3 separate regions of the Mus musculus genome follow, and all the other regions are linked to region 1. The links are chromatin contacts, called in public HiChIP or PLAC-seq maps. All regions are on one chromosome and are shown on one strand. The core of a region is the stretch at or near the end of the contact, and the rest is flanking DNA. Distances in the headings are between cores, read along the strand shown.

Region 1 (3,375 bases), core at 631-3,130:
AGGACTCTGTCTGTGGATTGAGAATGGCTCTGTGAGAAGAAATGGCTGAGTAACAATCAGGGTCCCACCAGGGAGCAGAAGGAGCCACTCTGACCTGTGACTGAGCTGAGATCCTGTCCCTTCTACTCAGCCTCCTTCCCTTCCTTCCAATCATAGGAGAAGGGCAAGCTTGGGCTCCTTGAGTGGGATGCCCTGCTACCACCAGGGACCACTATAAGAGATCCTCTGAAATGAGGCTGCCATTTTTTTTTTAGTCTCCTACAGCTAGTGGACCACAGGCAGACAAGCCTTGCTCTATGGATATTCTGGGCTGGCCATTTCTCTGTGGGAGGCTGCTCCCTTACAGTATAGGTGGTTCATTTGCATAATTGGCCTTATCTCTGCCTGCTTGATGACAGGATCTCCCTGCACCAGTAACTGGGACAGTCCCAATGTCCCCAGATATTACTGACTGTCCCTGGGAGGGCAAAGTCACCCTGGTTATGGAGGACTACTTTAGGTAGAAGGAAGGCTGTGGACAGATGCTCAGCTCTGCTGGAACACCCATGATGGACTCACAGAGTATCTAGGATGCTTTCTTCAGGAGTTGTGCAGGCAGGTGAGGGCCAGGCAGGATATCTCATATTCCTGCTTCCTGTGCCTTCAGATCACCTGCAAGCCCCACCCAGAACTGAAGACAGGGCTTCCTGTGAAATTCACCCAAAATACAGTATGTTTTTCTTAATCTCTTTAAAAATTTTGTGAGACTACTTAGAATTAAGGAGATCAAGAATGCTAGAATCCAACGGAAGTAATGTAGAGTTCTAGCCACGCTGGTTCCAGCTGGAAAAGACCAGCTTTCTGACCTCTGAGTTTGGTGGTCAGGTATGAAAGTGTGGGAACATGGAGCATGGGCTCTTGAGGAGGAGGAAGAAGGAGGAGGAGGAGGAGGAGGAGGAGGAGGAGGAGGAGGAGGAGGAGGAGGATAAAAGGACAGGGTAAGAGAGAGAGAAGGGAGGAAGAGGGAAAGAGTGGAGAGGAGAGAGAAGATGGGGAGAGGGAGGAGGGGAAGGAAGAGGAGGATACACTGCAGTTCAGCACAGACACAGCTAGGCTTCCAGCTCACACCCATGATCTGTCTTGGGCTGTCAGGCTTTCTGTACCTCCCTTAACACATGCTGTGTCCCCACCTCACCACAGAGGACAAGAATGTCAACAAGGAGTGGCCAGTTCCCTCATTGCTGCCTCTGTTCTATTTGTCCTCAGGACCTGGGCAGTGCTGAGCCTTGTGCCCAGCTGAGAGCAGAACTTGAGACTCTTGTAAACATCTCCTGAGGTAACAGAGGACAGCCCAAGTAAACCAGTAGGCGGGGTCCACAGAAGAAGACTCTGTGGAACCTTAGGGCCAGACCCAGGAGGGCGAGGTGGGTGGAGGAGGCAACCAAGGTGGTCTGTGGAACCAGGCCAGTGTGCTAGCTAGGGCTGCAGAAGTGACGTCATCAGGTGTCAATGGAAGGAGCCTGTTTCAGAGCCTCTCCCAGAGCAAGCACTTGAGGGAGGGTAATATAGGGTGAGGGAAACAGGGATTCATGAGTGTCTTCATACAAGTGTGCCTAACACAGGCTGTCTTACACATACACATGTACAGAGAGTCTCATACACACGCACTCTCATGAACATATAATTCTCCCCATTCATTCATATACACATGCACATTGGCTTACACACACACACACACACACACACACACACACACACACTCCGTCAGTCAGACATCTGCTTTGCCTTTACGGAGACCACAGAATACTCATGTCCCTCTGCAGTTTCCCATCTGTGAGAAGTGCCAGCTTCCAGTCACCCCCATGACTCAGGTCTCCAGAAGGAGGTGCCGTGTGGTTTGGCTCAGATCTGCCCAAATGTTGAGGCCACCTCACCCTGCCTTGAGTCACAGGCTCCTTGTTTGTTCAACCTTCAACAGGCTGGCCTTGTTTCAGGTGCTTTCTTGGGCAGCAGAAGACAGGAAGGGAGCAGGGAGCCACCAAAAGCAAAAGCAGAGGAATTCTTGACAGGTAGTGAAGAGGGAGGGTGGGGCCAGGGATACCCAGTGGGGCACCTTGTGCCCTGCCTGTGGACCTCTGCTGCCCTCTGCAGATCAGGGGAGCCCAGGCATCTTGAGTCTGGCTAACCCTTGAGGCCCCCATCGGAGGCCTGGAATACCTGACTGTAGAGGAGGGTGGGTCTCCAGGCTGGGGAGCCATTGCTACTGACAGATTTCGGTAGGATGGGTGTCATGTCCTTTACAGAAAATACGACCACACCAGATCCTCATGCATGAGCACTGCTGAGTAGACCAAGTAGAAAAGCATCACTGGAGATGGTATGGTGTGTGTGTGTGTGTGTGTGTGTAAGACCCCATGCTAATCCATGTGTGGAAACCAGACATTAGCACTGAGGTCGTCTTCTATCACTCTCTGCCTTACTTTTTGAGACTGTGTCTTTCAGTGGCCCTGGACCTCACTGACTGGCTAGATGAGCTGCTGGTGAGACCCCAGCACCCTCCTGTCTCCTTTCTGTCTGTGGAATTACTGGGTGGTCCCTGAGTCTGGCTGAGGCGCATGCTTGCGTGGGGTGTCTTCCTAACCCCGGCTTATAGAAGGCATTTTTAAAGGTAACTTGACACCTGGACAGGTAAATGTCTGGGAGAAAGGGAGATTGCTAGTGATGGTGTGTGTGTGTGTGTGTGTGTGTGTGTGTGTGTGTGTGTGTGTGTGTGTGTGATATCTGAACAGAAGGAAGCAAGTGCATTGGGGATATGTGGACAGAGTAGTCTAAGTACGCAAAGGTGCAGAGAGTGGAGGGCTCATTACATCCTCTGGTCCCAGGAACCCTGGTCTCTGATTTCAGCTTGGGCAGGCTCAGGCCTGTCAAGGAACGGGGATCCCAGCAGCTTCTGGATCAGCCTTTGTCTCCAGGCAGAGGACCAGACCAAGCTCAGACAGAGGACTACTTCTCCTTCATAACAGCAGTGGTAAATAGGAAGGCCAAATGCTGCTGGTTCTTTGAAAATTATCCCCAAACTAACTTTACCACCGTGTAAGTTACTTTTCTCATGACTGTAACCAAACAAGCCCCTCCACTCCACAGAGAGAGACTGAAGGGAGGAGTGGTTTATTCGGCTCACAGTTTAAGATGGGACATGGCTAAGTCACCATGGGAAAGCATAGCAGCAGAATCCTGTGGTGGCCCGTCACACTACAGTCACGTGGATTGTGAGGTGGCCGGTCACACCCCGCTCACATCCAAGGCAGTGCGGCGAATGCAGGGGCTCAGGCCACCTCTTGTTATTCAGTCCCAGGCCCCGCCCCAGAGGATGGTGCTGCCCACATCCACAGTGGG
Region 2 (3,461 bases), core at 31-2,530, 200 kb before region 1:
AGAAAGGGGAGGATACAGTTAATATTGTACTTGGGTTTTTTGAGTCTGTCGCCTTGAGGGCACAGAGTCTCTGACAAAGGACAGCCCACCCCACCCAGCACAAGGGTCCCAGGCAGCCAAGTCTGACTTTTATGTTTTCATATGGGGAAGAAAAGAACCAGACATTCACCAACACCAAGGACATTTGTTCTTCCTTGCACCATGACTCTGGGAGTGTCCTGCCTAGCTTGTACTGTTTCCTGGGCTTCATTCCTTCCTTGGAGCTGTGGACTTGAGTTTGGATGCTGACCCTATCTTGTTTTATCTATGTGGCTTCTGCAAACCACCTTCCCTCATCCTGTTTTAGTTTTCCTGCTTTAAAGTGGTGGGAGCGGTGCACAGCCACTGGATGCAGGGAAGGAGGTGGGAAATCCTGCCTCTAAGATAGAAACCCAGTGGCTGATTTCTTCTGCCTGGTGGTTACTTCTCTCTCTTCCCTGAGAGTAATGAGACTGGCAGTGGGAGAAGAGAGGGTGTGGCTACCTTTGTCCCCCCTCATTAAAAAGAGCTATCCAGGGCACTGTCTGGGAGCTGATGCTTGACACCTTTAGATTAGTGCAATCTCGATAAAAGCTCCCCTTCCTGCAAGTGCTTCTTGCGCTCATCACCGAGAGGATGCAGTCCAATGATGTAAGGGGCTCCTACTCCTTGGGTGAATATGTATTAATGACTCCATTTACCCTTAACTCTACTGTGTGGCTCATTACATCCTAGAGCTTAGATTTCCTGACAGCAAACCGTGGAGACAATTTCTTTTCAGTTTCACACCTGGGGATCCAGCAGCTTTGTTGGATCTCAAGGACACCTCAACCCAGGGCATCAGCTCCTGCCCTGCTTCTCAGAGGTGAAGGGGCTTCTCCCATCCTCCCCTCTCCCTCAACATCTGGATGGAGTCTGGGGAAAAAAAAGCTTCTATTTGGGCTGTGTCTCTTTTGTCTCTTGGAGCCATCAGGTACCTAGGGAGCTGCTCTTCCGAGATGAATGCTCAGGCCACTCATATAACACGAGTGCCATTTCCTTAGAGAAACTCAATTAGCTGGTGGCTTCAAACATCTTCACAGAGCCATGGCATCACCGCTTAGGGACCATGGAAGGCTAGGAAGGAGCTTTAGGGGTTGCTCCAGCGTGACTCACTATGTGACTAACACATGGTAGGATTAGTGTATTCAAAGGAGTCCCCTGTGTGAGGGGCAGGGATCGTTAGCAAAACGACTCCATATGACTCACCCACAGTGAGCTTTCTGTCCATGTGGCTTGCAGAGTATTTCCTGTCCTTAATGTAGACTCAACAGTGGTCAGACAGCCCTTACCTCAGGCCCCACCTATCCCCTTTCATAGATCCCACGACTATTGCCTCATAGCGAGGTGCTAGAATATTCTTGTATCCTAATTCTCCCACAAGATGCTCCTCGAAAGATGAGACAGTGGCTCAGCTAGTGAAGTCCTTGCCTTGCAAGCTTGGGGACAGAGTTGTATCCAAGACCCACATAAAAAGCCAGGTGTGGCCGTGCACACCTGTTGTCCTGTCTCTGGGAGGCAGAGGCAGGATTCCTGGAGGCTTGTAGGTCAGCCTAGTCCAACCGGTGAATGCTGGGTTCACTGGAAGAGATTTTGTCTCTAATCATGAGGTGGAAACCAGTTGAGGAAAACACATAACACTGACCTCTGTCCTCTCCACACATGCACACATATTCACACATATGCACATGCACACACATGCACACATACGCACCCACTCACACATACATACACAATGTTACTTAAAGCCTCACATTTCCTGAATGAATTAAATATTTGAAATCATTGAACTAGAATGCTAGAAGACCTGCATGCACATCTTTTGATTGAAGTTGTGATACATAAGACTAATGGAATATTGTGGCAGGCTGTGGCATAGCTGGGTTTAGAGTCACAAAAGAATGCACTCTGTCCCTGGGGCATAGCTCTTTCAGAGATGTAGTTTGGTGCACAATGGTGGTAAACATTCAGAGTTTTCACATATGTTGACCTGTCATTAAAATACAGCTCTAGACTAATTACAAAGCCATTAGGGACTCTGGAGGAACAGACTGTGTGTCTGGAGAGGACCCAGAAAGATGCAGGTTCTCCATCAAATATCTGAAAACCCAACCAAAGTAGAATGTCCTGAGTTCACATCATCAGTTAATTTAACACACACAAACACCCCCTCCCCCACAGAGAGAGAGAGGGGAGGGGAGAGAGGGGGAGAGGGGGAGAGGGAGAGAGGAAGAGGCAGACATCTTTTTTTTTTTTTTTTTTTTTTTTTTTTTTTTTTTTTTTTTTTTTGGTTTTTCAAGACAGAGTTTCTCTGTATAGCCCTGGCTGTCTTGGAACTCACCCTGTAGACCAGGCTGGCCTCGAACTCAGAAATCCGCCTGCCTCTGCCTCCCAAGTGCTGGTATTAAAGGCGTGCGCCACCTTAGAAAGGTGTCTAGGGTGGAACATGGGGTGGGCAGTGTTCTATAGAGTGAATGGGGTGGAGCTGGGGTAGTGACAGGGTGAGAGGGTGACCAGCCCATCAGCAGTGGCTTGCATACTGGCTGTGGGCAGAGTCCTAGCACCACCACTTAGGTTACATCAAGACATGGGCACACTGTGGAGTCAGAGCGCTGAACACCACAGACTGCTTTTCAGAGCTGTGCGTTTCTGAGTCTAAGAGGCAATGAACATGCCAAGCCAGGAAAATGGGACCGGGTGTTTGTACTGTTGCCACAATCTGACTACACTGAGGAAACAAATGTGCTGAGAGCTTGCCTGATGTTCTGGGGCCGTGCCTCCTTTCCGCTGCCGACACGTTGGCCGGGGTAGTTGTATTGACAGGTGGTTCAGTCCCCGAAGGCTTGGAATCTGAGCTACAAGCAGGTTCTGAGTCACAGGTGATGCTCATGGTTAACTTCCCTGGGATCCAACCCATGGTGGGTCTGAAAATTGAGTCTCTTGATTACGGTCTCATCTTTGGGCATGCCATACCTCAGTCAGTGCTGTGTCCCATTCTTTGAGGCTGGGCTTGGCCTCAGGAAGGAGACTTAATGGCAAATCTGTGGATGAGCTGCAAGTTTCTATGCACTTTTCTCTATCATCAGGTGGCAGCCTCAGAAATATTCTTCTCTCCTAACCCCTGCCCCTCCCATTTTGCCAAGTGTCCTGCCTTCTCCTCACTCACAGCAAAGCTCTGCCACCAAATAGTTGGCCACAGTATCCTCTCCCACCAGTCTCCCAGTGACAATTTTGGGGCCATGAGACCATCTCATCTGGGAAAGTGTGCACTTGTGTTTGTTGGACAAAAAGTAGCCAGGGAGGATCACAAGACCAGAGCTGAACCTGTGGGAGGAAGGTCAGGCTCAGATGCACAAACTTTGGCCTTAGCCAGAGTCTGTAGCATGCTAAGATACCAGATGGGG
Region 3 (3,569 bases), core at 656-3,155, 230 kb before region 1:
ATGGGGCCCTCTGCCTCTGTTTGACATAGAGATGGAGATTGGAATGTGGGTGTGGGAGGTGTGCACCCCACCTCTAAGGGGCACCTTGGAAATTGTCATGCTCCGAGAGGCTCTGAGAGTCAGTGTCACATGCCATTTCTTCTGGATGCCAAAGGCAGAGGGTATGAAGAAGCAATGGTTTCCTGAGGGTGGCTAGTACCACCTCATGGTATGACAATGGGCTCAGTTGCCCTCAGGGAACTTGGATATGAATCCTGTGATTATGGGGAAAAGCAGTCCACCCTTTGTCCTGCTCCATCTTAGCCAGCAAAGACGACATCCTGTAGGTCCTAGAGGACTGAGGTATAACCATTTGGAGGATTCTAGAAGTTGCAGACTCTTGTTTTGTGAAGTCCTGTCTGATAAGCAGCTCAAGGCTAACTACCTGCTCATCGCTGTCTTGAAGAATGAGTGGCACCTTTAGACACCTTTGTGGGTCCACCCACTTTACTGTGGTACCATATTCAGTCTGTCTGTGGAGCACCCTTTCAGGCAAGTGCTACTATCAAGCTTATGCTACAGAACACTGCAACCTGGGAAGGTGGAGACCTTGGCCAGACAACGTATGCATCTGGGATTTGGTTCAGACCTCTGGCCCACTTTATCTTAGGTCTGGAAACAGAGCTAGTAGCAGGTTCTCTTGCCAATGACTGACCCAGTGGGAGGCAATGGTAAGGAGGGTGAGCCACAGGAGAGGGTAGAGAGTGTGGAAGGGGTTCACATTGGGTGCAGCCCAGAAGCTCTAGAGCACACAGTAAGATGCTCTGCACCCCACTTCTGCCAGCCTTTGGTGCTGGGCTCTTTTCTGGGGCCATGTGTCCATTGCTCAATTACTGACTTCTGAGACAGGGGATAAGATGGGCTTTCCTATCCGTTGTTGAAGCTTCTGAGAGATGGGTTCTCTTAGCCTGAAAGAGGAACGTGGGGGTAGTAGGAGATAGTGGTGTGGTTGCACAAACTCTTGGTCTTAAATTAACCACAGTGAAGAGCTGTAACATGTGCCAGACTCAATAGCTCTAAGCTTAGTGAGAATGGTCCTTCAAGTGAGATTCTTCTGGACTGGTACCCATGAGTGAGTACAGTTGGTGGGCATCTCTGTACAGGGTACTAGGAGGGATTCATCTTCTTGGGAGAGTGAAGGTGACAGCAGGTATAGAGGCTGTCCTAAGAGTCTGAAAGGCTTTCCCCACACACTGAGAACCACATGTGTTTCATTGGGATTTGTATCTTTCATTCCTGTCAGGGTCTAGTATGTGGGAGGAAGGAATGGCTTGGTTATATGAATGAATGAAGAAATGATACAACCAGGCTAATGGCCTGGCAATCCCACCACGGGAAAGACAGGCCTTCTTACGTGATCCATTTCAGTGTCTCCAGGAAATGAGCTGCAGTCTACCCACCATCTCTCAAAATCCTGGCAGCAGATTTGACACATGCCTTGTGTACCTTCCAAGTACTAGCTAAAGATGCAAGCTGTGCAGGTGAGAAGTGGTGGGGTAATTTTGAGGTCCCCAGTGACCCTGCCCATGTCTGGAGAGGTGAGTTGAGGAAACGCTGAGGTGAGGAGGAGGCTCACCCATGGTGACACTTGCTGTTTACAGCTTCTTGGCCATCCGTAACTGAAACCAATGGAAAAAGCCCTTCACCGGTGCTTATAAACCATGAATCAGTGACTGCTCTCACTAACGCCTTTACTGAGTATCTCATTTACTGTGCCTGAGGGAGGGCTGAGGTGGCAGGTGGAACAGAACACTCTTGTGCCAGTTCCTATGAATGGCCGTTGGGCACGCCTCACTGCCCCCCCCCCCCCCAGTCTGTGGCCACAGTAGGAGGGTGGGATGTGTGAGCCTGGCTCTCCTCAGTTACTCATTGCTATGTCATCCACCCACACAGCTACTGATGGTCCTCTCTCCAGAACCATTTATGCCTGTCACCATTCCTTTCTGTGGGCGCTCACCTCTGCAGTTCTGTTTATTATCTGGGGTTGACATGGCTGTCATGTCTCGTGGCTATCATGTCCTATTTAGGAGCAAGGTCTCATCACAGTACATAGAGAGACTTCACCTGGGAGCACCACATGGACATGACATTGCCCTGGCAAGAGGCACTTGCATTGTCCAAGGTGCCAACAAGGCAACTGTGGAAACCCTTCTAGGCTAAAAACAGCACAAGTGGCTCTGGCATCCCAAAGCTCTGTATAAGTTGTGTCTGCTAGAGCACTCTATGGTGTTTAAAACATTTCTACTTACTCCTCTTTATTGGTCTTCATGGTAACCCTGTGAAACCAGCATATTGGTGTTATTCTCATTTGGCCATAAAGGGAACTCAGGAGTAGGTGGCCGGTGTCATATCTGAGCCCTCTCCTAGGCATGCATGTGCCCCCTCCTGGGCATGCATGTGCCCTCTCTTGGGCATGCATGTGTCTGTCTTGCAGCTCCTCCATGCTTCTCCACTGCTAGGTGATGCACATGACATGTGTCCTCTCATTTCTCTGACCTATCCCATCTCACTGTATTCTCTTTCCCTGCCTTCTAGTACTATGTGACCATGCATTTGTTTGTCCCTTATCAGACAAAGGATTTTCCTTCTCAGACAATGAGTACAGATGGTATCTTACACTGTATAACCTTTCGTTCCTGGCTTCTATCACTCAGCATGAGGTTTTCAGGGGAGGTTGGGGAAGAAAGGGTTTATTTTGCTTACATGTTCACATCATAGTTCATCATTGAAGCAAGTGAGGGCAGCAACTAAGGCAGGAAGCTGGAGGCAGGAACTGAAGCAGTAGTCATGGAGGAGCGCTGCTTGCTGGCTTGCTCGGCATGAGGTTTTCAAAATCCACCCAAGTCATAGGATTCTCTTTCTTATAGATGGTTACTATCATATAACTGTCATATTTTGTTTATGCGCTTATCACTAAAAATTTTTATATTGTAATGTGTGTGGTGTCTTCAATAGAGTTAAATGTCAACTTGCCATAGCCTAGGATCACCTGAAAAAGGAATCTCAAGCCAATAATTGATTGTCTTTATCAAGTTGTCTGCGTAGGATTGTTTTGATTATTAATTGATGTGAAGAGGGCAGTCCACTGTGGGCAGCACCATTCCCTAGAGAGATGATCTTTGGCTAGGTTTGGGATGGTAAGTGTTCCTCTATAGTTCCTCCTTCAGGCTTCTGCCTTGAGTTCCTGCCCTGACTTCCCTTACAGATAGGCTGTGCGCCAGAAGGATAAACCCGTTCCTCCCCTAAGTTGCTTTTGGTCAATGTTTTACCACAGCAACAGGGATGTAAGTAGGATACTTTGTACAGACATTTTCCATGGCACATGTGTGGAGGCTAGAGGACAACCTGAGGGAGTTGATTCTCTCCACCATGTGAGTTCCTGAGACTGAACCCAGGTTGTTAGCATTGATCACAATCACCTTTACTGGCTGAGCTGTGTTGCTGGACCTTCACTCACTGTCTGGTGGACATTTATGTTGCTTCCACCTTTTGGCTGTTAGTGATACTACTGTTATGAACATTGGTGTACA

What was found. HiChIP or PLAC-seq counts read pairs in DNA pulled down with a chosen protein or histone mark.
Region 2: a CTCF HiChIP or PLAC-seq map of the NIH/3T3 cell line shows a contact between it and region 1, with 17 read pairs. The contact joins two enhancer-like sites. A contact is called at or near these places in 11 of 39 promoter capture datasets (cranial neural crest, embryonic stem cells, frontonasal cranial neural crest and 5 more), 2 of 15 datasets of contacts at CTCF or cohesin (the NIH/3T3 cell line and stem cell-derived epiblast-like cells), 84 of 484 Hi-C or Micro-C datasets (the AML12 cell line, B cells, the BV-2 cell line and 52 more), 14 of 115 datasets of contacts at active chromatin or transcription factors (craniofacial prominence, embryonic basal ganglia, embryonic fibroblasts and 11 more) and 4 of 9 other capture datasets (adipose tissue, embryonic stem cells, liver and 1 more).
Region 3: a contact with region 1 is called in an HNF4G HiChIP or PLAC-seq map of pancreatic cancer cells. The contact joins two enhancer-like sites. A contact is called at or near these places in 1 of 15 datasets of contacts at CTCF or cohesin (the NIH/3T3 cell line), 8 of 484 Hi-C or Micro-C datasets (the C2C12 cell line, the CH12 cell line, embryonic fibroblasts and 3 more) and 2 of 115 datasets of contacts at active chromatin or transcription factors (embryonic stem cells and pancreatic cancer cells).

Annotation. Positions count from the first base shown.
Region 1 is chr1:90,632,361-90,635,735 of GRCm38.p6, reverse strand. No RefSeq gene overlaps it. Among named protein-coding and RNA genes, the nearest start is that of Gm35242, 15 kb to the left of the region's middle. Within about 2 kb of position 1,880, at least 38 of the 459 cell types and tissues checked have an H3K27ac peak or open chromatin away from gene starts, as enhancers often do. A contact at or near this core is called in the C3H10T1/2 cell line, the NIH/3T3 cell line, embryonic fibroblasts and 1 more, where this site is marked.
Region 2 is chr1:90,832,755-90,836,215 of GRCm38.p6, reverse strand. The region is part of intron 1 of Col6a3 (collagen, type VI, alpha 3); the gene reads left to right. Among named protein-coding and RNA genes, the nearest start is that of Col6a3, 9.5 kb to the left of the region's middle. Within about 2 kb of position 1,280, at least 58 of the 459 cell types and tissues checked have an H3K27ac peak or open chromatin away from gene starts, as enhancers often do. A contact at or near this core is called in the C3H10T1/2 cell line, the NIH/3T3 cell line, embryonic fibroblasts and 1 more, where this site is marked.
Region 3 is chr1:90,865,212-90,868,780 of GRCm38.p6, reverse strand. No RefSeq gene overlaps it. Among named protein-coding and RNA genes, the nearest start is that of Col6a3, 23 kb to the right of the region's middle. Within about 2 kb of position 1,905, at least 17 of the 459 cell types and tissues checked have an H3K27ac peak or open chromatin away from gene starts, as enhancers often do. A contact at or near this core is called in pancreatic cancer cells, where this site is marked.